Regions from separate parts of the Anser cygnoides genome. Here region 1 is linked to region 2. The links are chromatin contacts, called in public Hi-C maps. All regions are on one chromosome and are shown on one strand. The core of a region is the stretch at or near the end of the contact, and the rest is flanking DNA. Distances in the headings are between cores, read along the strand shown. Region 1 holds the start of GADD45G (growth arrest and DNA damage inducible gamma). Region 2 has its middle 56 kb from the start of GADD45G.

The links. Hi-C and Micro-C count contacts between places; a contact is called where the count stands out from the background.
Region 1: a Hi-C map of liver shows a contact between it and region 2, with 18 times the contacts expected there. The contact joins the promoter of GADD45G here to the enhancer-like site in region 2. A contact is called at or near these places in 3 of 7 Hi-C or Micro-C datasets (granulosa cells and liver).

The regions. Positions count from the first base shown.
Region 1 is chrZ:38,231,455-38,236,345 of Taihu_goose_T2T_genome, reverse strand. It overlaps GADD45G (growth arrest and DNA damage inducible gamma), which reads left to right and starts at 1,941. Exons shown (of 4, transcript XM_048046132.2): 1 at 1,941-2,116; 2 at 2,232-2,333; 3 at 2,430-2,643; 4 at 3,007-3,684. The coding sequence starts at 2,064. The coding sequence ends at 3,117.
Region 2 is chrZ:38,176,005-38,180,967 of Taihu_goose_T2T_genome, reverse strand. No RefSeq gene overlaps it. Among named protein-coding and RNA genes, the nearest start is that of GADD45G, 56 kb to the left of the region's middle. Within about 2 kb of position 2,292, at least 1 of the 3 cell types and tissues checked has open chromatin away from gene starts, as enhancers often do. A contact at or near this core is called in liver, where this site is marked.

The DNA.
Region 1 (4,891 bases), core at 692-3,191, 56 kb before region 2:
CATCGAAGAAATACTGATTTTGTTTGTTTGTTTGTTTTCTTTTTCCCCTAAGCTTTCACCAGAAACATTAAGAGTATGAAATCAGGCACTGAATCTAGGCGTCATATGCCTTTGGGCTGGCAATTATTTTTTGTAGAAGTAATATTTTAGAAGCCCAGCAGAGGTCAGAGTTTTACTTTGAATGCAGCGTCACGTTTGTCTGAGAGGTGTTTGTTCATGCGCTGAGGCTGCCCGTAAAAAACCCAAGAGCTTTAGGCTAGCTTTTTTTTTTTTTTTTTTTTTTCTTGCTATGGAAATGACACTGGCATTAAACCGGTGCTGTCAAATTTAATGTCAAAATCCACTTATTCTTGCCTGAGTAGGACTGCCAAGTGATATTCCCACCCTGATCTGCAGGATGGCTTCCAGCACTCAACAGATGATCCAGCAGAGAACTGGTGCCTATCAGCTTTCCATCAGATGCACAGATCATGCTGAGCTGCATTTGCAGAAGTCAATTTTGATGCTCAGCATTTGGCTTGTAAGTATATTGGGGACACTTACATCCACCTGAGTGTGTTCAAGTGTCCTAGGACAATGGGGGGTGTAACTTCCACTGTCAGAGGAAAACAATCAGCACGCTTACTTGGGTGTTTGTGGGCAGCAATACTAAAAAGTGAAAAAGATGATTTTTTTTTCTTTTATGTATATATTAAAGACATGGGAGGCGAAGACCAAGAAAGCGAGCAGTGGAGCATGATGTCCACTTAAGATGGAGTTTGCTCAGTAGACTACGAAGTCCGAGGAGCTGACTGTTTCAAAACCATAGAAAAAAGAGGGAAGGGACCAGGAGCAGGTACAGCTCCCTTCGTGCACCTCCCTGGCTGCTCTGGAGGCCCGGTGTTGACACCGTGGTTTGAAATAAGCTGGATCGGGTGTCTGGTCATGCTCCGTGGCCTTCAGCACCATCTGTGCTAGGAGACACGGGAATAATGGAGCGATCTGAAAACTGCGACGAGGGGAAGCCCTGACGCCAGGGTGCTGGGTTTTTAAGCAAAAAATGGAAGCCTACATGTGAAAAGATTGCTGTGGCCCCGACTCCAAGGTTTTTAAGCAAAAAAATGGAAGACTATGTGTGAAAGGATTGCTGTGTCAATATGCTTGCATACGTGAGTTTATTACTTCGGTGCTTACATACGTTAACCTACTACACATGCTATGAGTTGCTTTGGCCTACTAATTTCTATCCATTTTAAGCAACTTTAATTTCCACCGTGATGGGAAGCTCGGTGAAATCACAGCTATAACAGGCGTCTTTCAGAGCGCTGAGTCAGTGCTGGGTTTCCCATCTGTTTCACGGCGCACTGAGGCTGCAGCACATGGCCAGCCCTCCGGTGCTTGCAGCAGGTGTTCGGTCCGGTGGGCCCTGCCCAAGGCTGCTGGTTTCTGACCTGCCCTGCTGCGCTCCTCCCCGTGCACGTACCCGGAGAATACAGGGGGGAGACGCACTGAGTGTGTTTTTTTACGGAACGCGCTGCGTACGCTGCGCTCAGCGAGTGGGGACGGCTGCCGTCTCACCTCTGTGGGGGCCCGGGGATGGTTTTCTGAAAACTTGTGAGGTGTTTTTAGACGCAAAAGGGCCGTGAACGCACGCGGCGCTGAGGCACGCTCCGTGTGCCGGGTCCCCGCACGGCCGGGCCCTCACAGACCCTCCCCCCCCCCCGCCCCCCCCGCCGCGCGCGGGCTTTCCCCGCCCGGCGCGTGCCCCCGCCGCCCCTCCCCCTCCCCACGTGTCCTGCCGGCACGAGCCGCCCGCTCCCTCCCGCCCTCAGCCCGCGCGCGCCGATTAGCATGACAAAAGCCCCCTCCCCCTTCCCCGCCGCCGGCCAATGGGAGCGCGGCAACCGCCGCCAGCTGCCGGCGCCGCGGCCGCGCGGGCTATAAATAGGGGCGGGCGGCGGACGGGCGGCCCAGAGCCGCTCGGTTCGGCGGGCGGTGAGGAGCGGAGCGGGAGGCTCGGGGCCGGCTGGGAGCGATCGGCGCCGCCGCCGCCGCGGCTTGTCCTTGTCCGCCCGCTCGCTGCTATGACTCTGGAGGAGACCCACGGACAGGAGCCGGTGCCCGCGGGCAGCGACTGGTAGGTGGCGGCGCTGCTGGCGGTGGGGCGGCGGTTGGGCGGCCGTTGCGGCGGTTGGGCGGCGGTGAGGCCGTTGGCGCCGCGCTGACTGACCGTGCCCGTCTCCCCCCCGCAGGATGCAGGGCGCCGGCAAGGCCCTCCACGAGCTGCTGGTGTCGGCGCAGCGCCGCGGCTGCCTCACGGCCGGCGTCTACGAGTCGGCCAAGCTGATGAATGTGTAAGTAGGGCGGCGGGGGCCCGGCCGGGCCGGGCCGGGAGGGGTTGGCCGCAAGCACGGTCCGCAGAGCCTAACGCCGCGCCTCGCCTCTTGCAGCGACCCCGACAACGTGGCTTTCTGCGTGCTGGCGGCCGATGAGGAGGACGAGGGGGACATCGCCCTGCAGATTCACTTCACCCTCATCCAGGCCTTCTGCTGCGAGAACGACATCGACATCGTGCGGGTCAACGACGTGACCAAGCTGGCGGCTGTTGTGGGGGCCAGTGAGGAGGACGGGGAACCGCGGGACTTCCACTGCATCCTCATCACGGTGGGTATTCCTGGGTGGTGAGGGGCTGGGGGGGCTCTCTGCACTGCTGCTTTCGGCACCGGCCTCTGCATGGGGTGGCCACGTTGCTGCAGGTGGCTGGATCCCCTTCTGGGCAGAGAAAGGGGACTTGGCACATGTGCCCAAGAGCCAATCTGCTGAGTAGTAGTAGTAGGCTGCATTTCTCGTAACTGTGGATTTCCTCTGCCCACAAGGGTGACAGCTCTGCTTCCTGCTTTCCCCGTGCTGGGACAGAAGTTATCTGAAAATACCTCACTTACTAAGCTAATGCTTCTGTAAATAATGTCATGACTTCAGTTGGCAGGCAGTTCTCATGGTATGCAACTTTTTTTTTTCCTCTGGCAGAACCCGAATGAGGATGGCTGGAAGGACCCAGCTCTAGAGAAGCTGAAATTCTTCTGTGAAGAGAGCAGAAACGTCAATGAGTGGGTGCCAACCATCACCCTGCCCGAGTGATGGTGACCCAGTGCACTGGGGAAGCTGAAACCTTTGTTGCATTCTCAACGTGGTGTTGGTTCACCGAAGTGTGCAACAAGCTGCTGATTCCATGGATTAGCCTGGTCAAGAGACTGGATTAAGGTCACTCAGACTGGCATGCAGTGGGCTCTTACGGAGGAGAAAGAGGAAAAGAACAGCTTACCCCACCAGTGTGCCTCAGTAGCCTGCAGCTGCAGCGGAGAGGCTGACATACCATGGAACTGAAACAAGTATTGCAAGTTTCCTGGTCGAGAGGAGCTGTTTCAGAAGACAGAGAAAGTTGGGGGAAGTGGGCCAAAACTTTACAGAAGGACTGGACAGAGTACTGTGACTAGAACTGTTGGCACTGTCTATAAAACGTGGAGAGAAGGAAGTTCCAGTATTTGATGGACTATTAGAGACTAAAGGGGATATATAGAGACTTTTAAAGCAGACAGACTTCAACAGGCCTCTGGGCTGCTCTGCAGAACTGGTTTAATAATGCAATAATTTTTATTGAAATACTTGCTGCTATTGAAGCTTTCATAATAAATTTTTGACAATTAATTTCTGGGAGTGTCTTGCTTACTGGGTGGGGAAGCATGTCACTGAAATACCACTCATGTTTTGCTCATGGGCTGTAGTCAAAGGTATATACCACAGCAATGGGGCCATTGCTCAAACACTTTCTCTCCTGGGTCAGCTGAATGAAGAGCTATGCTTTCCAAGCTGATAATTCAACCTTTCACCCTCTGCAACAGCTGCTTATCGCAACAGCTTGCAAGACTAAGGAGCTGCATGCTTAATGAGCTCACTTATTGTAATAGGTGGTCTTTGTAGTCTACTGAAGGAACACAATACATGTTAGGAACATGGATTTTCTGGAATACAGACCTCCAGTAAATGGCATCATTACTTGCTAAATATGACTTACTCATTCAGAGCTGAGGTGTTCCCACTTGGCAGAAGCAGTTTAAACATGATGGGGGCTTGCAGAACTCCTTAGATGTCAAATACATCTTACACTTGCTTTGACTAGAATGACATAGTTAGACTGAAAACTAGCTAATAGAGAATAAACATCACATCTGCCACAAGCTGCCTTCTGATTGCCATATGCTCCAACAATAGAAGCTGTCACTCCAGAAGGCAATTTTGTGAAACTTAATTGCACGACAACTCCAAATTAAGTCCAAAACAATTTAAGGATGGTGTGGCCTTTTTCAGAGATCTTGTCATGAAAAATTAATACAGGGGACTGATTTTTCTCCATGTGAAAAGGGAAAGAAATATCATCCCATTTCTGTGCACAGTCCAAATCAGTGCCCCAGCGTCTGACATTAAAATGGCATAGTACTGATCCCTTCTCCTGAGAGCAAGAATGCTAAACTATTCACTTCCTCTGCAGGCACTAAAAATACTCAGTTATTAGAACTACATTTCCTCTGGCTGGGCTTGCAGAGATTGACAGTAGCACTTGCTGAAAAGTGGTAATTTCTACCCGGTGTATGTGAACAGTTGCAGTTTCTGGTAAGCTGCTTGCTCTTGGTTTCATTGTTCCTGATAGGGGAAGTTCCAATTCAATTCTAGCATTCCCGGAACATGCCCTGTGGTATACTAGGTATTTAGTGCCTGTCGGCCTTTGTTACTGTGCCATGAGGGACTGCGTGAAGCAACAGAATCAAGGGCTCAGGCTGAAGCTGAAACTCTGCGGCACTCAGACCTGCAACTGTTGCTTCTGGAAGTTAGGACTCAGGTGGCCTCATTTTCCAGG
Region 2 (4,963 bases), core at 1,043-3,542:
TCAGGATCCACAGTATTTTAATCCCACTTCCCTGCACTGCTCAATGCCCAGTGTAAATTCCCACACAACCTATCATTCATGCCTGTGACTCTCTTGCATTTAAATATATAAATATTGTACTTCCATGCTTGACATTTCACAGAATTATGGAGAAGCGTGGGGACAAAGTGTTTTAACCACTGAGCATCCATGCAAAATTTCAGTTTACTTTTAAAATAATTTTGCACATAATTTTTATGTGCATTAAGCCTCAAATCTGAGGTTATTTTTGGGGGGCCTGGCTCCCTGGAACACCAGATGCATGCTTCTGTCACTCCTGGTAGTTGCTATGGTGGTGGGGCCAGCATCCTTGGTGTGCTCTGGTGCTAGGACACCTGGCTGTGGCACCCAGTCTCCTAATGTGACAAGCAGCAACACGCTGCTGACAGTGAGGGTCCTCATGAAAGAGAAGTTAAGGATTTTCAGTGAAATGCCTTCTCGCAAATGGATAATTTTTGGTTGCTCGCTTGTTGCAAAATAGTCCCCACCAGCTTGCAAAACTAGCTTGTGGTGCACAGGGGCTGAAGCATTTGACCTTGGACAAGGCTGCGGGGCCTGGAACATGGTGCCTTTCTTAATGCAGCTGTGGTTTCTCCAGTGTCTTGAGGAGAAGCACCTGTGATTGCTCATGGGACAAGCTTCCTGTTACTTTATACCACCAGCCACACTGGCAGCTATAAACTCCCACTTGCCAGCCAGATCCTCTAGGGCAAGCCTGGGCTGCACGCATGTTTGAGCTCCAGTGCTGGAGAGAGAACCAAGGACCATGGGTGAACCAATGCTGTACCTCATCCCAGCGTTAACACCAGTCAGCGTGTGGTGGAGGGAGCTGATAACCTGTTCTTGTCCATTGCTTTGCTGCTAAAGAGGTTGTAAAGGCTCTCCTGGCAGATTGTTCTGCCTCCACGGTCTGCTGAGTGGGGGGTGAAGGGATCTGAGCCTACCACAGGACTGTGACAACACAGAAGTGCTGCAGACATAGACCTTGGCAATCTCTGCCTCTGCTTTTGTCAAGGTCCCTGCTTGCCTGACACTGCAAACGCCTTTGTTTATGCCTACCTTGATTACTTTCCTGCTGGGACTTCCCTCGGCTCTTTCCCTGGTCAGACTTTCAGCTTCTTCTGCAGCTGGCCCTGGAGGTCTGCCCAACAAAACACACATAGGCACCCTGGGGTTTCTTGTAGCACAAGCAGAGGGAGAGACAGACCTTCAGCTGGAGCAAATCATCATCATTCTCCCAGTTCAAGTGGGCTTTGGCCCACTAGACGAGATGCTAGCTGAGAAAGGTTGCTTGGCATTTTCTCCCCTGAGTTGCTCTCTCAGTCATACCAAGAAGTGCTTCTGAACTTCCCCATACCCCTAGACGTGACAGGCATGTACCACCACCAAAGACGCTGAGGATAAAAGCGGTGCTGGGGCTCAGCTCTGTCATGAGAGGTACTGCACTTTGTCGCTTGTGTCTGGGAAGCAGCTCTCCCTGTGGCACCTCTTCTGAGGAAAAAGGACTGAAGTTTCCACCCCTGTAAACTTTGCCCTTGCGTAAGTGCCAGTTTCCCACAGAAAAGGAAATGAACGTAGTGAAAAAAACTCTGGTCTGATGGCTGAGGAAGGGCAGGAAGTGGTGTTGCTAGAAACCCAGTGAAAGATAACAGCAGAGAAGCAAAGCTCTTGAGATGAGAAGATACGGGGGCACACTGTTTTTACCATTTCGGCAAGTGGAACTGCATCTTACCGGAGTGCTTCTTGCACCATTTCTGCAGTGCCTGCATGCTTTGCTTTGCCCTTTCAGTGGGTTTGGGAGATTCCCTCCGTGAAGAGGAGAGTTGCTCTACATTGACAGAATGTGAAAGGAAAGACACGCATTAAATCTTTCCGGGGGCTGGAGGATGGCTCCTACTTGGCAGCGCTACAGCAGAGAAATACTGTGTGCTGTAGGCTGCACATCTCACTGTTTCCACGCCGGGCACAATTTATGCAGATCAGATCGAAAGTTGTGTTTTGTATTCATCACAGACTTGTGAGGTGGCTTTAGCCATGGGATTTCTTTTTTCCTTCCTGTTTTTTTTTTTTTTTTTAAAGCTGAAAATAGCTGTGGCTATATTAGGGCTGTGTAAACTTTCTCAGATTTCTCTGATCTGTAAAAATCAATTCCTTTGGCTCGAGTGTCCGCAGCTGTTAGGAAGGCACTCTTTGCCATGGATTTAGCGGTTTGCCTGAATAAACCAGCAGAGCAGGACACAAACATTGAAAGCAGTGCTTATTGAATGTGAACGCGGTGGAGGAGAGCAGAGGCGAGTAAAGGTGCAAGGTTTCCAGAAGTAGCCTTCCTGCGTACACTCACCATCCTCAGAGAGCAGGCAAAAGTCGGTCTGTAGCTTCGGGTAAACAGTCTCGCAGTGCAGGCTTTGCTTTGCTAATGAACTCTTTTAAAAACCTGTAGCAAGGGACATTGCACAGTCCCTGAATATAAGTTATTGGGAACAGATTTTGTTATTTTTTTCTCACATAACACTGTTGTTCACCCAAGCTTATTCAGCAAAAATCAGGGACATGCCATACTCCCATCCAGAGCTGGAGGGGCATCTGAGTAATGTAGCTCAGATACTAGAACAAAACCTTAAAAAATATTGTTTGGGGCACAGAGACTGAAAATCCAAACCAGACCTAATTTTCTATATAAAATTTATGTAGATCCTGAAGTATTTAGATTGGTAGTTTCTGCTTGTGGATCATGTAAATTTGAGTTCAACTAAGTTTTTTTCAGACAACCCCCGAAAGTTAAGACAAACAAAATGTTAAATAAATTGTTTTCTCCAGTTGTTTGCTTGTATTTTTGTCTATGCCAGACATAAACACTGGGGTGGAGGTTACAAAATCACTCAGGACATACCAAACAGTAACAATCTAATCACAGTGGAATAGGTGGGGGGAGGTGTTCATCAGTTAAACAAATCAAACAGCACTTTCCCTTGAGCATTGAAATAAAAATGTCAGAAAAGCAGAGATGTTGTCTGAAGGACAGGAAAAGTAGATTTCTGTATGAATGATCTAAGCAAGACAAAACTCCCCAGTAAAAATCAGAGATTATAGGAACAAACACATGAATAGTTTTAGTGCACTCTGTTATTTTTTCATTTTCTTCATTACTCACATAGCTAACATACTTTACATACCTAATGGAGAGCCGCATTTGTTTTTCACAAATATGTTTTCAATACAACCTGCTGCAGTCTGCAAGTCAACAGGGCAGCATTTGTTCTTCAAATTCCCCCCTGCACCTCTTCTTCTAGTTTGAGATATTCAGAACTGGGAAGAACCTACACAACTTTCTGACTCCAGAGAGAAGTGTTTTTTTCAAAGTCAGTTATTATGGTTCAAGAAATACCTTGATTGGATCTCCTACTAGAGTGTAGTGGTTACTGTAATGACATTTTCCGAACATAATTGGCACAAGCCCTACCTGCTATGAAGAGGCTCTTCTTTCAGGACATGCAGTGCCTTTGGCATTGATTAATGTGCATTAGCACTTGCAGATGAAATATTTAAATGTGTGATGGTTGGGTTGTTTATATTTAACATAGGGATTGTGGATGCACATTTTGAATACAAATGAGTTGTGTGCATCTTCTTTTAAAAATAATAATAATAAAAGTGTCTGGATAGTGCTTTTCTCATCAGTTATCATAGTGATGTCTGCATTCAGCTCAGAGTATTTCCAAAGACCTCTAGTGCTGCATCTTAGCTTACTTTCTCCCAGCGTAGTGATATCTGATAGATACAGACCATCCAGACAGCACAGAGTACTTGGCAAGAGGCTTTTGGGTCCACAGGGGAGCAGGGTGCAGTGGCACCTTTTGGCATGGGTGGGCTGTCCCTGGCCTGCGTGCTCCTGAGCAGTTTTAGCTGATTTCCCCTTAGCTGTCCTGAAGTTCTGTAAGCAATGTTTAGTAAACCCTCCTATCATGCTTGTCCGTACCAGCACTGCAGAAGCTGAGAGGGTGAGGTGGAAAGCCTTGCCCATAGGTGCGGAGCTAGTGCTGGATCCAGCTCGGTGTGACCGTGCCCCCTGCAGATCGCCTCTCCTGTTGAGGGAGACGAAGCCGAGGTGGCCCCAGTGCCTTGGGGACAACGTTGCCTTTCTCGCAGCAGGGCTGGCACTGGGGAGGAGGACCTCCGATCGATACGATGCTCTGCAGGCCCTATTTGCCAATTGTCTTTTCCTTGCAAATGTGACTGCCTCTGCTCTGATTGACATTTCTTTAAATCAAGAGAGGGCAGGAGAACGAAACTGTTATGACATAAAGCAGGAAGTTTTAGGTCTTGTCAGAAAATGCCTTGCACATCATATTTTAAAGATACCTAATTTTACAGCTGTATCAGGAGAGCAAAGAAAATATTTTCTGGGAGTAGGTGACTACCTAGGAGTGGTGTTTCAATTGGAACATAGCAAAAAGTACCCTTAGGCTATTTTACATTTTGTCTTCTGATCTGAAAGATGTCATTTCTGTGTTTTGAGCTGCAGTTGCATAAAAGTTGGAGTGTTGTTGACTTACATTTATTGAAAGTGTCTGGATTCAGATTCACAGGGTGAATTCACAAAGTGAAAATGTTGCTTGTTTTATTTTGTTGTGCTCTGCTTGAAAAGATTTGACTGGATACCTGTATTCGCAGGCTCCTTTCACTGAGTGTATGTTTACAGGTACATTACTTGCACAGCTTAAACAGGGAGAAAAAACTACCACAACCAACCATTGATTGGGCAGCATCTCACTGTATTGAAACCAGGTCTTCTCCTATTATAGGAAAGTCATCATAAATCACTCCCCTTAGCTGGCACAGTGGTACTGGCAAAAGTTTTGATACACAACATAGACCTGGCCTTTGTTTCCCTCACCCACTATCTCTGCAAAGCAGGAGGTCAGCT